Linked DNA regions of Mus musculus: regions 2 and 3 are each linked to region 1. A link is a contact called in public promoter capture Hi-C data. All regions are on one chromosome and are shown on one strand. The core of a region is the stretch at or near the end of the contact, and the rest is flanking DNA. Distances in the headings are between cores, read along the strand shown.

The links. Promoter capture Hi-C pulls out the DNA fragments that hold promoters and counts their contacts.
Region 2: a contact with region 1 is called in a promoter capture Hi-C map of liver, with 2.0 times the contacts expected there. The contact joins two enhancer-like sites. A contact is called at or near these places in 1 of 39 promoter capture datasets (liver), 13 of 484 Hi-C or Micro-C datasets (the C10 cell line, the C2C12 cell line, Th2 cells and 8 more), 6 of 115 datasets of contacts at active chromatin or transcription factors (differentiating embryonic stem cells, embryonic stem cells and hepatocytes) and 2 of 9 other capture datasets (adipose tissue and embryonic stem cells).
Region 3: a promoter capture Hi-C map of liver shows a contact between it and region 1, with 2.3 times the contacts expected there. The contact joins two enhancer-like sites. A contact is called at or near these places in 8 of 39 promoter capture datasets (the 3T3-L1 cell line, embryonic stem cells, hippocampal neurons and 2 more), 1 of 484 Hi-C or Micro-C datasets (nephron progenitors), 7 of 115 datasets of contacts at active chromatin or transcription factors (the 230-238 cell line, the NIH/3T3 cell line, double positive thymocytes and 2 more) and 2 of 9 other capture datasets (adipose tissue and liver).

The regions. Positions count from the first base shown.
Region 1 is chr6:28,903,672-28,908,024 of GRCm38.p6, reverse strand. It overlaps a transcript of Snd1 not described here. Among named protein-coding and RNA genes, the nearest start is that of Gm40357, 59 kb to the left of the region's middle. Within about 2 kb of position 2,539, at least 17 of the 459 cell types and tissues checked have an H3K27ac peak or open chromatin away from gene starts, as enhancers often do. A contact at or near this core is called in liver, where this site is marked.
Region 2 is chr6:28,552,929-28,557,490 of GRCm38.p6, reverse strand. All of the region lies in intron 10 of Snd1 (staphylococcal nuclease and tudor domain containing 1), which reads right to left. Among named protein-coding and RNA genes, the nearest start is that of Snd1, 75 kb to the right of the region's middle. Within about 2 kb of position 2,315, at least 26 of the 459 cell types and tissues checked have an H3K27ac peak or open chromatin away from gene starts, as enhancers often do. A contact at or near this core is called in liver, where this site is marked.
Region 3 is chr6:28,457,368-28,461,567 of GRCm38.p6, reverse strand. No RefSeq gene overlaps it. Among named protein-coding and RNA genes, the nearest start is that of Pax4, 10 kb to the right of the region's middle. Within about 2 kb of position 2,262, at least 13 of the 459 cell types and tissues checked have an H3K27ac peak or open chromatin away from gene starts, as enhancers often do. A contact at or near this core is called in liver, where this site is marked.

The DNA of each region.
Region 1 (4,353 bases), core at 1,290-3,789:
GGCTTAGTACAATATGGGAGACTCCCTTTCCTTAGGGTTTCTCCTTCTCAGACCCTGTCTGGGCAATTCTAAGCCCTCACACCCACCTCTACTTGAGGAATATCATGTAGTCTCAGTAAGTTTATAGGATCAATGTCCTTTCTCCTGATGAAACCTGTGCAGCCAGCACCTGAGATTCCTGACAAGCTGCCCCATGCTAATGAGGCACTCCAGGTCCCCTAAGTCCCCAGCCAATGACCTTTGCCTAGGCTGGATGTCCCTACCCTCAGTCCCCCAAAACTTTATAAGCCTTAAATCACCCTCAAGTAAGTTGATCTGTTGTGGATCCCAGGGTGGTTTGCTCACCTTAGACTCTCACAGGGCATTGGAACCCCTGACTCTCTGCTCGCATGGCCCTCACGAACTGCAACAGTGGGGGTGGAGAGACCAATTAATTAATTAATTAATGTGTTTGTTTATATTTATAAGTGCTCTGGCTTCATGTGCTTAGAAGAGGGCATCAGATCCCATTACAGATGGTTGTGAGCCACCATGTGGCTGCTGGGAATTGAACTCAGGACCTCTGGAAGAGCAGTCAATGCTCTTAACTGCTGAGCCATCTCTCCAGGTTTGCTCTCTTCTCCTTTTTAATACCACTAACTTAAGACTCTGAGAATTCAACTTCTGTGGGAGTCTTGGGGGGTGTGGGGAGGTGGAGTCTGTCTAACTTACTTAGCACTTTGATAATTTTTTTTTCCTTTAACTAGCTCTTTTTGCTTTGGTGGATTGTTTTTATTGTTTAATAAAGTGTTTTAGGCAGTCCAGGCTGACCTTGAACTATCCGTGTAGCTAAGTATGACCTTGGACCCCTGGACCCCTTTAAGTCTATCTTCCAAGTGCTGGTATTATAGGTAGGTACCACCACAGCTTGCTTAAGTTTATTCTTTCAAGGCTACACATCTTGCCTGCTGGATGCCACCACAGGCTGTGTCAAGAGCCAGAGGCCCATGATAGGATCTGCTTTCTGTGGGTCACAGGCCACTTTCACAGAGAACCAATGTGGGGTTGCTTGCTCCCTCACACGAAGACAGACAGGCTCCAAGTGCCCAGCTCCAATCCAGGTATTTGGAATCCTTCATCAGTAACAATTAGCACTCGGGTGAGCCGACAGGGAGTAGCCTGGGGCTACATGACCAAGTCAGGTCTCACCAGGAGCTCCTGGGAGCCAGAGGGACCACCCCATCTTTTCCTTCTCTCTTCTTCAGGCCTGTGCCTCCAGCACAGGCCACTCTGGCCACGCCTGAGGCAAGGCCATAGAGCAGACAGGCACTTGCCTGGACATGAAGCTCTCTCAGCAAGCCGAGCGATGTGGCCAGCGGTAGGGAAGGGAAGGCGCATGGCCTGCTTATATTTTTAGCTCTCTTTATTGGCTGGGGCTCTGCAGACCAGGGCTTTGCTTGTGCTCATGGCTGATGCTGTTATTTCTCCCCACCAGGGCTGGGAATTAGTTTATTTTCTCGGCAGTCACCTCAGCAGCTGCCCACTGGAGCGTTAGGCCCCAGGCCGGCTGCCGCGTGTGTTATTTCTGATTGACTCTCTTATGGGGCATGAAACCACCTGAAGTGAGCTGGTGGGCTTGGCACCGCCCTCCATGCAGCTCAGGAGGTGGCTGGAAGTGACTCTAGGATGCAGCCGAGAAGACAGCATCAGGGTGACTCCTGCCAAGGACCTCGGGCTCTCCAGCCTCCCCACACTGCTCTGTACTTCAGGCTCCTGTGGAGGTGCTACAAAAGGAAGGCCAGCATGGCGAGGCATGGGGCTTCCAGCCCCATGCTGGACCTGGCTGATGTAGCTGGGGGCTCAGCCCTTCGTACCCAAGGGATTTCTCTTTTCTGCAAAATGAGTAGAGTACGAAAGGGAGTACAAAATGCTCCCTTAGGGAAAGCACTGGGGGCTGGGCTTTGCTGCTTCTAGTTTCTGGTACCACTGGCAGGCCTTCCTTGGCTGTTGTCTGCATGACCGCAGTTCCTGCCTGTTTGTGTCAGCCCCCAAATTCTTCAACCCTGGCCCCTTATTTGTATGTGGAAGTCTAATCCCCAATATGCTGTTATGGAAGGTATTGGAAGACAAGGTCTTTGAGACGTGATCAGGAGAGAAGGGAGAACTCTTATAAGACCCCAGAGGGGGCTCTTGCCCTGCCATCATGTGAGGACACAGAAAGGAGCAGAGAGTGGTCTTCACTGAGCATTTCCAGCCTGTAGACATGTGCGTAATACATTTCTAGTGTATAAGCCATTTGGTATATGGCATGGCTGTTCCAACTGACAGCTCAAATGGACTAAGCCAAGCACTAACTTAACTCAGTTCGTAAGGACCCTGTTTCCAGGGCTGAGGATATAGCTCAGTGCTAGAGAGTGCTTGTAGGCCATAGATGAGGGCACAGTCCCAGGCACCGGTCTGACTTAGGCATATCTTTTAGAGGACCATATTCAATCTGCCAGGCCAAGTCCAAAAGGACACGCTTCTAGGTTCTCTTCCCTAGTGTGGCATGTGACAGAGGCGTGGGGTCAGAGGGCACGAAGTCAGAGGGCAATTGGCTTCCAGGAAGCAGCTTCTCTCCCGAGGTGCTCACCAGCTCTCCTGATGTAAACGGGAAATGTGAGCCATGAGCATGAAGTCAAGCCTGTCTCCTCCCACAGTAAAGGGAAACAGAAGAACGTGAAGAATATGGGGTTAAACCAAACAGAGTCCCATAGAACACGTGCCAATAGGGCAGAGACAGAGGGCAATAAACCAAGGCTCAGGAAGAGGCCTGGAACCCTTTCAGGTGCTGCAGACTCCCCCCAATCCCTACACTGCCTGATTTGGGCAAGGAGGTGGGTTGATGCCTCCAGATCCCAGCATCCCCTGGCAAACTCACATGTTTGCCTTCTGTGCCCCCTCACCAGCTGGAACATACATATATCCTGAAGTCTGAAGTCCTCTGCTGGGAAGCCTGGCCCCTACCTTGTACCTAGCTCCCTGGGATATTACCCCCCCCCACCCCCCATCCCCCACCCCCGCCACACACACTCCCTCCACTGCCCCCGCTCTTATCCAGATCTAGTGGCTCATCCCTTTAGGCTTGGTTTTCTCAGTTTTCCAGGTGATAGGCGCTAATCTGCCAGACAAACAAACACAAAACCGCCTGGGAGTTAATGAGGGAAGCTGTTGAGACAGCCAACCAACCACACAGGGGCTGCCAGGTACACGTTTGCATTTTCAAGCAGAAGGGACTTTGGAATCTGAAGAGAGGAATTAATGTTGGTGGGGATTCTCAAAACCACCAAAGAAATCTTAAATTTCTTTTAAAGATTTTATTTATTTATTTTATTTATATATTTAGTGTTTACGAGTGCTCCATCTGCACGTTCACCTGCATGCCAGAAGAGGGCGCCAGATCCCATTACAGATGGTTGTGAGCCACCATGTGGTTGTGGGAATTGAACTCAGGACCTCTGGAAGAGCAGCCAGTTCTCTTAAATGCTGAGCCATTTCTTCTGCCTGTGAGTTAAAACTTTGATCTTCATTGGGGCTCTGAATCTCATCTCCTGTGTGTTGCTCACATCCCCAAAGTGTGCAGGTGTGTGCACACATCACACCCCCACCCCATGAACACACATACACATTCACCCAGGAGCCTGCTAGGGAGCCAGGGTGAGGCTGTCCAGGCAGTCTCTTACCCTGCACACATGGGACCAGAGGTCTTTGTGGAACCTCACCCGGGAACAAGTCTCCATGGACCAGCATTTCAGACAGGTCTGGGTCACACGGCGCACACTACAGATCTACTCACTGCTGTTTCTTTTACAGGCTAAAGCAACGATGACATTCTCTACAAGGTGTTGTGGAGTGAAGCTTTGACGTGAGCCCAGTACTTGTCTTGGTCCACTGCCATTCCCCTCCTGTTCTCTTCCTTTGTGGACTTTTGTTGTTGTTAGACAGGTCTCATGCAGCCCAGGCTAGCCTCAAACTTGCTATGTGGCCCAGGCTGGCCTTGAACTTGCGATTCTCCTGCCTCAGCCTCCTCAGTACTGAGATTACAGGCACGAGCCAGTGTTCCTAGTTCCCTCTCTTAAAGCCAACTGCTCTCACGTGTTTGGGGTTTGTAAGGATGCTTGCAAAATGGAGTGTGCGTGGTTTTTAATCTACTTGACTCATTCAGAATTACAGAGTTCTTTCTCTTGCTGCTCCATGTTGCCTTTAACTCTTCCAGAACCTTGAAGAGCAGTTTCCCTCTCACTGTGCAGAGGCTGCTGTGGTTTGCATGTTGTCCTGATTAATCTCCTAGGCAAGAGCCCTTCATCCCTCACCACAAGAAACAGTGCCACAGAT
Region 2 (4,562 bases), core at 1,066-3,565, 350 kb after region 1:
ATATGGGCATCAATTTCCTAGCAGGGAAGGGGAACAGAGGTAAAGGAGACATGGCAAGGTCAAAGAACAGCCAGAAACAGAAACACCAGAGACCCTAATCTCCAAGTTCAGAACATGAATTCAGGGCCACCAAGACTCTAAAAAATCCCTCAGTATCCAAAGATTAGCTCTCCATGACAAACTAATAATCAATCAACACCCCCCCCCCCGGTCTCTCTCTCTCTCTCTCTCACACACACACACACACACACACACCCCTGTGTGCAGTGAGGTGAGGGGGAAGGAAAGGAGGGAAGCAGGGAAAATGGAATGAAGGGGCTAGGTTATTTGAATGCTCATTTGTTTAAGAAATAATGGCAAGTTTTTGTGAAGTCCTAGATTTGACTATTTGGATAAGAAAAATCAGTTCTTATTGAATATAGATGTATGGTTTTCCCCAAAATGTTTCCAGTGCACAACTATTTGAATGCATGGATGGGAACATTGAGCTATAAAATCCATGTGTTCCCCTTACACACACACACATATATAAACACTGTGCTTAGAATGTTATGGCCTCTGTGCCAGATTGCATGTGAAAGCAGTTAGCTCTCCTTACCACAGAAGCTTAAGATCCCCAAAGTAGACAGACCAGCCCACAACAAGCAAACAACAGAGCCGAGATGGACTTGTTGAAGAGGGAGAAAAGGAGAAAGAGAAACTTTAGTAATGAAGACCATGCAATTGGGAAGAAAGAATGATGTAAGATGGTAATCAGAGGGGAATGAGCCAGGTATAGACTATCATCCCAGGATCTGAGAGGTCAGGAAAGGAAAAAGAAAAAAAAAAAAAGAGCAAAGAAAGTAAGCCTATCTATAAAGAGAAGAGGAACCTGCTGAAGGCTTGCGACCTCCCACAACATCAATGAGGCAAAGCTTACCTTTTCTAGCAGCTATATTTTTTAAATCTCCTACTACTAGTACGAAGTACCAAGTTTAAAGGAGGACATTAAAACAGTTAATGTGAGCAGGGCGTGGTAGCACATGCCTTTTATCCAGACATTTAGAATGCAGAGGGAGGTGAATCTACATAGCAAGTTCTAGGGCAGCTAGAACCAGACCCTGTATCAAAAAAAAAAAAAAAAAAAAAAAAAAAAAAAAAAAAAAAAAAAAAAAAAAACCCCACAACAACAACAACAACAACAAAAAAAAGTTAAAATGAGGACCAGTCTACCTCACTATTTAAAAGCCTTGACAAGTCTCCTTAAATATGTATCTATAAATATCAGCAAGAAAATATGCCAATGAAAGCATCAACTGATTTAAATTCTAGAAGCAGGACACGAGTCTTGCTTAAACTGCACAAATGTAGTTTGTAGAGTACACCACGGCATTACAGAAACAGTTTAAATGTTGTTGTTGCTCAAGCAAAGTAGAAGGCGGTTTTGTTGTTGCCCCTTTCTGAGGTAGTGAATTCATGTTCAAGAAGCTGCTCTTTCTGGATGAACCACAGCAAGGCAGCTAAATGAGAGACAATTTAACAACGCTAAGAATTCACGACGGGTTCGTGTTGCATGGAAAGCCACAGCAAGGCTTTACAAGCGACACAAGGTACACAAGGAGCTCCTGTGAGGCTAACATGACAGGCGCAGGAGCGAGCCACCAACCAAGCTGCCTAGACTGTTCACTAGGAGAGACTCTTCATTTGAAATACAAGGGGTCACCTCTTATTTCCTGTAGGAGAATCCATTCCTGGGAGAGAGATCATCGAGTGGAGATGGAAGAACCTAGGATGGGGGAGGGATCCAAATAAAATGCAAAAGCAAGCACAGCCATGATCACACCTGCAGGGACATCTACTAAGAGCGAGATGAGGAAAGAGAACAGAAACAACGGGACTCTGCCAGAGAGCACCTGCTTCCCTGAGTACATGCGAGCAGATCTATAACACAGACAGGCAGGACAGGACGAAACACTACCGCTCCAGCCCTCAGAACACATTTCTTGCTAGGTGATGTGGTAAGAAACGAAAGGCTGCAGGGTTTTACTGCACTGAGTTTTACATTTGTCAGTTTCCTTCAACAGTATCAGGCTCATTTCTATCTTCTTGGATTGAGAACTCTCCTTACAAGAGGAACTGCCTTCCTCTACCTGCTGTTCTTTACCCAGAGGAGCAGTCATCTTCCACAGCTCTGCTATTTCTAGATCCAGGCAGCCCAGAACTAACTAAGCTCCCCTGCAGATAAGCCTGCCTGAGCTGAAGGAGTCAGCTACTCTTCCTCAGAGGAGGACTGGAGTAGGCAAAGCAGGCGGAGTGAGGCGAAAAGCTTTTAGAGGGAGGAGGTGGGGCTCAGAGCAATCTTCCAGGCAAGCCACAGTTGTGCTCTGACAGAAAGGCTCCAAGTAGCTCAGGCGGCAGGAAGGAACTCGGACATTTTCCTGGGAAAACGCTGAGTTGGAGGTTTAACACACGCTGGAAGGGACCAGCAAAGTGCTACCAGAACTTCCTCCCTTTTTATAAGAAATCACAAGTGGATACAATAAGGTGAGTTGAATGATGTGAAGTCTCCCTGCTAACTGGGCTAATAATCTGGATATCCCTACCGTCAAACTAGCACATGACACTGTCTGTCGATCTGCCATGTAAACACAGTGAGCTCTCTCCCATCCGCTGCAGTAAAAGGTAAAGAAGCTCCAATGAGGGTACTCAATACACCTGCACCCCAACTCATAGGGCCTGGGCCTCAAGACCAAGCCTGGAGGAGCAGAAGGCTGACAAGGGAACCCTGCACACACCAGCAATCCCTTACAAAGTTCCACCTACAGCTCCTGCACACCAGTCATCTAAAACTAGCCATCCAGCTGGAGAAGCAGATGCTAAGCAAACTTCATATGAATAAGGAGGAGGCTTTCTCCTAATTGCAGCCCACCTTACAAAAGGCAGCCACCCAAGGAAAGAGTCTGGGCCTCCTGGTCTTCTGGTGGACTAATGGCAGAATCACAGTTAAGGGTCAATGTACTCTGCCAATCTGCAGCCAAAGACTATGAGCAGGAGCTACTGAGAATTCAAGCACCTTATAAAACTGAGTACCAACTACATGGTTAGCCTGCAATAGACTTGAAGAAATGAGGAATCTACTTGACCCAGAAAATCAAACTGCATAGAGACAGAAAAAAGAAAGCAAGCAAGCGAGCAGAAACTAGAAATTATAACCATCTAATGTATAGATTTTCCAGACTCTGCGTTGACAGAAGCAGAAACTGAGGACCAGTGTGGGGCCAGCAAGCCTATCAGATGCCCTACATCACACGCTGCTGCTGCTGCTGCTCAGCCTTACCGAGGGCCACACAACAAAACAAGGACAGACTGATGCCAAGCAGAGAAATGACAGAGTAAAGAACACCGAGTTTCTACAATGTCTTCACGGCTAAGCTGAACAGAGGTCTGGTTGCAAAGCAGCCCTCCACCAAGGTGGACATAAATAAGATTCTGTAAGCCAATCCAGCTACACAGCATAATAGTGGGTGGATTAGAACTATAAAATGTGAACGCCCTATAAAATGACTGCAAATATTCAAAGAAAGGCTAAAATGAAAAGTGACACCAAAAATATGCCTAACCAATAGGCCTGTCAGTTGCTGGGGAAAGAGCAAGCATCTGTGTCCTTCAGCTTCCCTTTCTAGTCAGCGCTGAAAAGCCTTTACTGAGAACAGTGGGGGCAAAGCACCACCATCCATCATTCCATCCACCATCCACCTGCTGGCCAACACTCTCTCACACGCACACGCACACTCACACACACACACGCACACGCCTAAAATTATAAACATCTTGTTAATAAAAACAATTCCTCAGAACCACAGAGTCTAGAATACATGAGGAACTTAAATGTTTGGTTTCTAAACAGAACAAAAATTCTCCCAGCCCAAAGCTAATTAGCCCACCAAGGAATGAAGCCTACAGCTCTGGCCTGCAAAACTGCAAAGCATTGGATGGCTGCACTAAACTTGCCTTGAATATAAATGTTACATTTTTTAAAAAAAAGTAATTTATCTAAACACAGTGTAGGTAGTTCTGCAATCAGCACCTCATAAATAAAGAGAGAAAGATGACGGGAAAAGCTCTCTAATTGATTTTAAAATTAGTTCCAGCAAAGAAATAATCTGACAACCAGCAAGGTCGACAACAGAAGAGGGAAAAAAACAGCCCTGAGTAAAAAGTCCACCTAAAGACGTCGATGAATCAACATACCCGAGAGAAGACATTTGGAAAACCCTGAGTAAGAACAGAGGTGTTAAAAGACAGAGTCAAATAGGGACTGATCTTCAAAGACACGTAAAATCCTGAAAATAACCCCGCTGGGTGGATTGAACTCAAGCTACACTGTGCTAAAAGAATGTACATTAAGGGGAAACCATACAGAAAGAGGCAGGGCTGGTTAAGCAATGGCAGAAGTTAGGCTAAAACAGAGTGGGGAAATGATGTAGCTGCCAACATCTAATCCAGGTGTAAACTATCCAGCAAAACCAAGCAATGCAATTAAGAGGGAAGGGAGAAACCAGGGAAGCAAAGACGCCCTCCTG
Region 3 (4,200 bases), core at 1,013-3,512, 450 kb after region 1:
ATGTGTAAGAATTTCACTCTAAAAACTATCACGGTCGACTGGGGGTGTGGATCTGGATTTGATTCGCAATAAACATCGATGCCACCATTTATGTGTTGGACCTAAAGTTGGCAAGTTCCCCGACAGAAACTAGAATAGATGCTATTAACAGTTGAAAGTGGTGACAGTTATTGCTTAAAGGACACAAGTTTTCCTTTGGGGTAATAAAAACATTGTAGCAATAAAGACTGATGGTGTTCATATAGCATCGTGACTGCACTTATTGTCACTCACTTATAGCCTTAAAAAGACTAAACTGGTTGATTTGATGTGATTGCCATAATTAAAAATAAAAGAAGATTCCAGAGGTAGAATCCACATTCTTTACTACTCATCCAACATAATTATTCCTCTCTCTGGGTTACTAAGATTAGCTTCTTGGGGCAATTATAACTAGATAATTTAATTCATCTTTTCAGTGCTTGCTATGAGATACGTTCCTGTTTTCTCAAGAGATAAATCTATTCTCAGGCTCAGCTTCCTCTAACAAGGCTTGTAACCCAAAGGAGTCTAAACTGCTGGAGTCCACAGTGTCTTTTCATTTCCTTCCCTAGAGAAAGTCAGATGTGCGGCAAGGGATGGAGTCTTTGGGGAAAACATGTCTCAGAGCTCTGTTTGTTGTTATGTCTCTCATGCGATTCCTTTGTCACCTCCATTTGGGTGTCATCTGTCTTTCTTAACATCACTCTTGCTGTCAGGGGTGGGGATAGGGGCCGTGTGGGAAGTGTGCAAAGGAAGGGAATGAGGTTGCAGATGCTACAAATGTAGGAAGACTGCAGGGGGCGCCCAGGAGCTGACCCAATGCGGGAGCCAGTACCTGCCAAGCTGCTCCTGAGGCAACTGACTGAACCAGGCTGAGGTCAAGCAGCTTTGTCTCCAAATACTGTTCAGCCACAACACTTCCAACTACACAGTCAGTTGTGAGAACACATTCAAGCACATATATAAAACCAAGAGAGAAAACGCAAAAGGCTGGGATGCTGGAAAGAAACAAGCTCATTAGCCGGAGAAAGGGTGGCCATGAAAGGTCCAAATGCTGGAGAGAGGAAATGAAACAACAACCAGAGATTAGAAAGCAGCTTCCTCCAGCACTGGACTCAGGTGTCTTGCAGGGAAAAGAAGAGAAATGTGGAACGATGTAAAACTTAGTGCTTAAAATGTTGACTTCCGGGGAGGAGAGTGAAGAGCAAAGACCTAATTTGATGTAGAATCAAGAACATGTGAGGACGGCTAAAGCGGTGAGCGAGGATTAGAACTCAGGGATGCCATCTGGGCCGGGAATGAAATCCATGGCAATGGGGCATTCAAATCTGATTATTGTGTTTAATGGTGCCAAGCCAAAGAGAGTAATAAGACTTTATTTATAATTACCTATCTTTACATAGCTCGCTCTCTAGGTAGGGTAGAGCCACTGTCAGGCTGAGCAGGTGTTGTTTTGGGGATCTTTGTGGACACAGTGAAGATGAAGAGCCCCAGATTTCTGGAACAGAGGTAGGCTCCTTAACAGGAGGGAGGGTGTTTTCTTTCTCATCTCCACTGGGTCAGGCTAAGCAGTGAAGGCTATCCATGCTAGAGTGCTCCAGACAGCAGGTTTTTGACTTATGTTCAGGCATGACTAAAGAGAACTAATAGAATCCACTATCACTGTAACCTAAGCCAAAAGTCCACAATCTTTAGAGAGCATACAGACAAAAAACCATTGGATCATCAATAAATTGTGTTCCTCACCTCCTTCCTTTTCATAAATTAAAGTGTAGGGCTGAGGAGACAGTTAGCCCTAAGAAGAAAACATGAGGATCTGAGTTTAGATCCTCTGAGCCCACATAAACCTGCACGGCAGGATGTACCTGAAGCCATAGCGCTCCTACAGCAGAGTGGGAGGAAAGGCAGGAGAATGGCTGGAAGCTCTCAAGCCAGTTACCCTAGCACACACAGTGAGTGCAAACAGAGACCCTGTTTCACACAAAGTGGAAGGCTGGGACTGATACCCAAGCTTGTCCTCTGACCTCCACACTTACTTACATTGTGGCATGTGTGTGTCTGCACTTAAACCCACATACCTATCATACACACACACACACACACACACACTGCAATTTTTTTGTAATTTCAAAAGCAGAAAGTTACCCAACTATTTGCCAAGCAAGGTAACTCTAGGTCAACAAAGGGATTTCATAAGATAGATGAGTAAATCCAGAGGTCACAAGGGCCACCTGCAGAAGCAGAGAGCCAGAAACTACAGGACTACAGAGTTAGGGCAGGGAGTGGGGGAGTGGCCTGGGCATCTCTAAGGCTAGATTGTAACTACTGAATCAGCCAATACAGAACAATGTTAAACTATTGGTGCATAATGATAATAACAGTAGCAGGCACACAGAATGTTCTTACATGCCTTAGCGTGCCTTAGCTTATGTAACACAGCTGTCCCAACCAGGCAGACAGATTATCTTTTTTTTTAAATGTTTTATTGAGAGAAGGTCTCACTGTGTGATCTGGAACCCACTTCATAGAACAGGCTGGTCTTGAGGTCACAGAGCTCCAGGTGCCTCTGCCTCCTGAGCGCTGGGATTAAAGGCATGTGCCACCATGCTTAGCTCATTGTGTAGATACTGGAAAAATACAGGAAGTTGTTCAGTGAATCATGAGGGGAAAAAAAAAATACAAGGTAGAAGTCAAGAATTTTGTTCTTTTTTTATTCACTGCTCTTTTCCAGCCTGGCATGGGTTCAGGAATTATTTGCTGAAGTAGCCATTAGTGGATCCATGATCATGCAGGTGACACAGCAGGTCTGGGCTAAAAACTGAGATTTGCTGAATCAGGAAATAAGCACACTGTCCAAGGTACAGATACAGGATGAGGACTTTGTGTGTATCAACTGGAGTTGCATCTGCTTGATAAGCCCTGCCGTATCCTCCAGCCGGACTGTCTGAGTGAACACTCTCTAACCCGGATAAATGAAGTCAGCACTCCCCTAATGCTGAGAGGAAAATATTGGAGGGAAGGGAGAATGCAGACATGTATATGAACAAATACATTAAAATATTCAACAAACTGTGAACAAATTGGATCCATCAGTGAAAAAAAGACCTATCCATCAGGGCCATGTGGGGTGTGATCCAACTAGGCAACACTAGTTAAATATTTAAAAGTCTATTAATGTAATTCAGAACATCAGCAAGCTAATGAAGAATAAGAAAAGCGGTTAACAAAATCCAATACCCATCCACGACTAAAAACAACAACAACAAAACAACCACTAACCTCAGAACACTAAAGAAGAGGTGAATTTCCTCAATGGTTAAAAAAAAATTCTCGCCAGGCGTGGTGGCACACGCCTTTAATCCCAGCACTTGGGAGGCAGAGGCAGGCGAATTTCTGAGTTCGAGGCCAGCCTGATCTACAGAGTGAGTTCCAGGACAGCCAGGGCTGTCAGAGAAACCCTGTCTAGAAAAACCAAAAAAAAAAAAAAAAATTCTCCAAAATGTCTACAGACTCATCACTGTAATCAATGTACCATTCTGGTGGCAATATTAATGATGAAGAAAGATGTCTATATGGAGATGCAAACGTAAAAAGAATCTCTGGGCCCTCGCCTCACCTCTGGTGAGAACCTGAAGCTGCTTCAAAACATAAAACATGCCCCCCCTACATGAGCACACGCACATACATGCACAGCACACACACACACGTGTGCTCACACCCATGTACAGATGCACATGCTAATAATAAACTTATGATGTAAAACAGAACGGCTCTGACCAGAGTGTCGTGAAAAGGAGACTAGCTCTCTTGGCTGCTAAAAGGTAGGGTAGCACATCTGAGAGGGTAGGGGCTTCCGCGGGAATACACAGCAGAGCAGGGGGGAGGGGTCAGAAGACTGTGAAGCAAAGCAACCTACTGCTTAGATAGTTCACGCTAAGAAAGCTCGACAGTTTCCCAAGACTGAGAGCCTTGGGTAGGAATACTGAGAGCAACTGAGGTGCTCTCGCAGTATTCCTACCCTCGTCATGTCGTAAGTCCTGAAATAAGAAGATAAAGATTGGAAAGAAGGACAAAAGCTGACCTTGCTCATGGCACGCATGCTTTCCATGTGTAAAACATCTGAAGTATTAGACAGTCGCTTCCCAGAGTTACATGAGATTGATCCTGGTATGGTGGGCT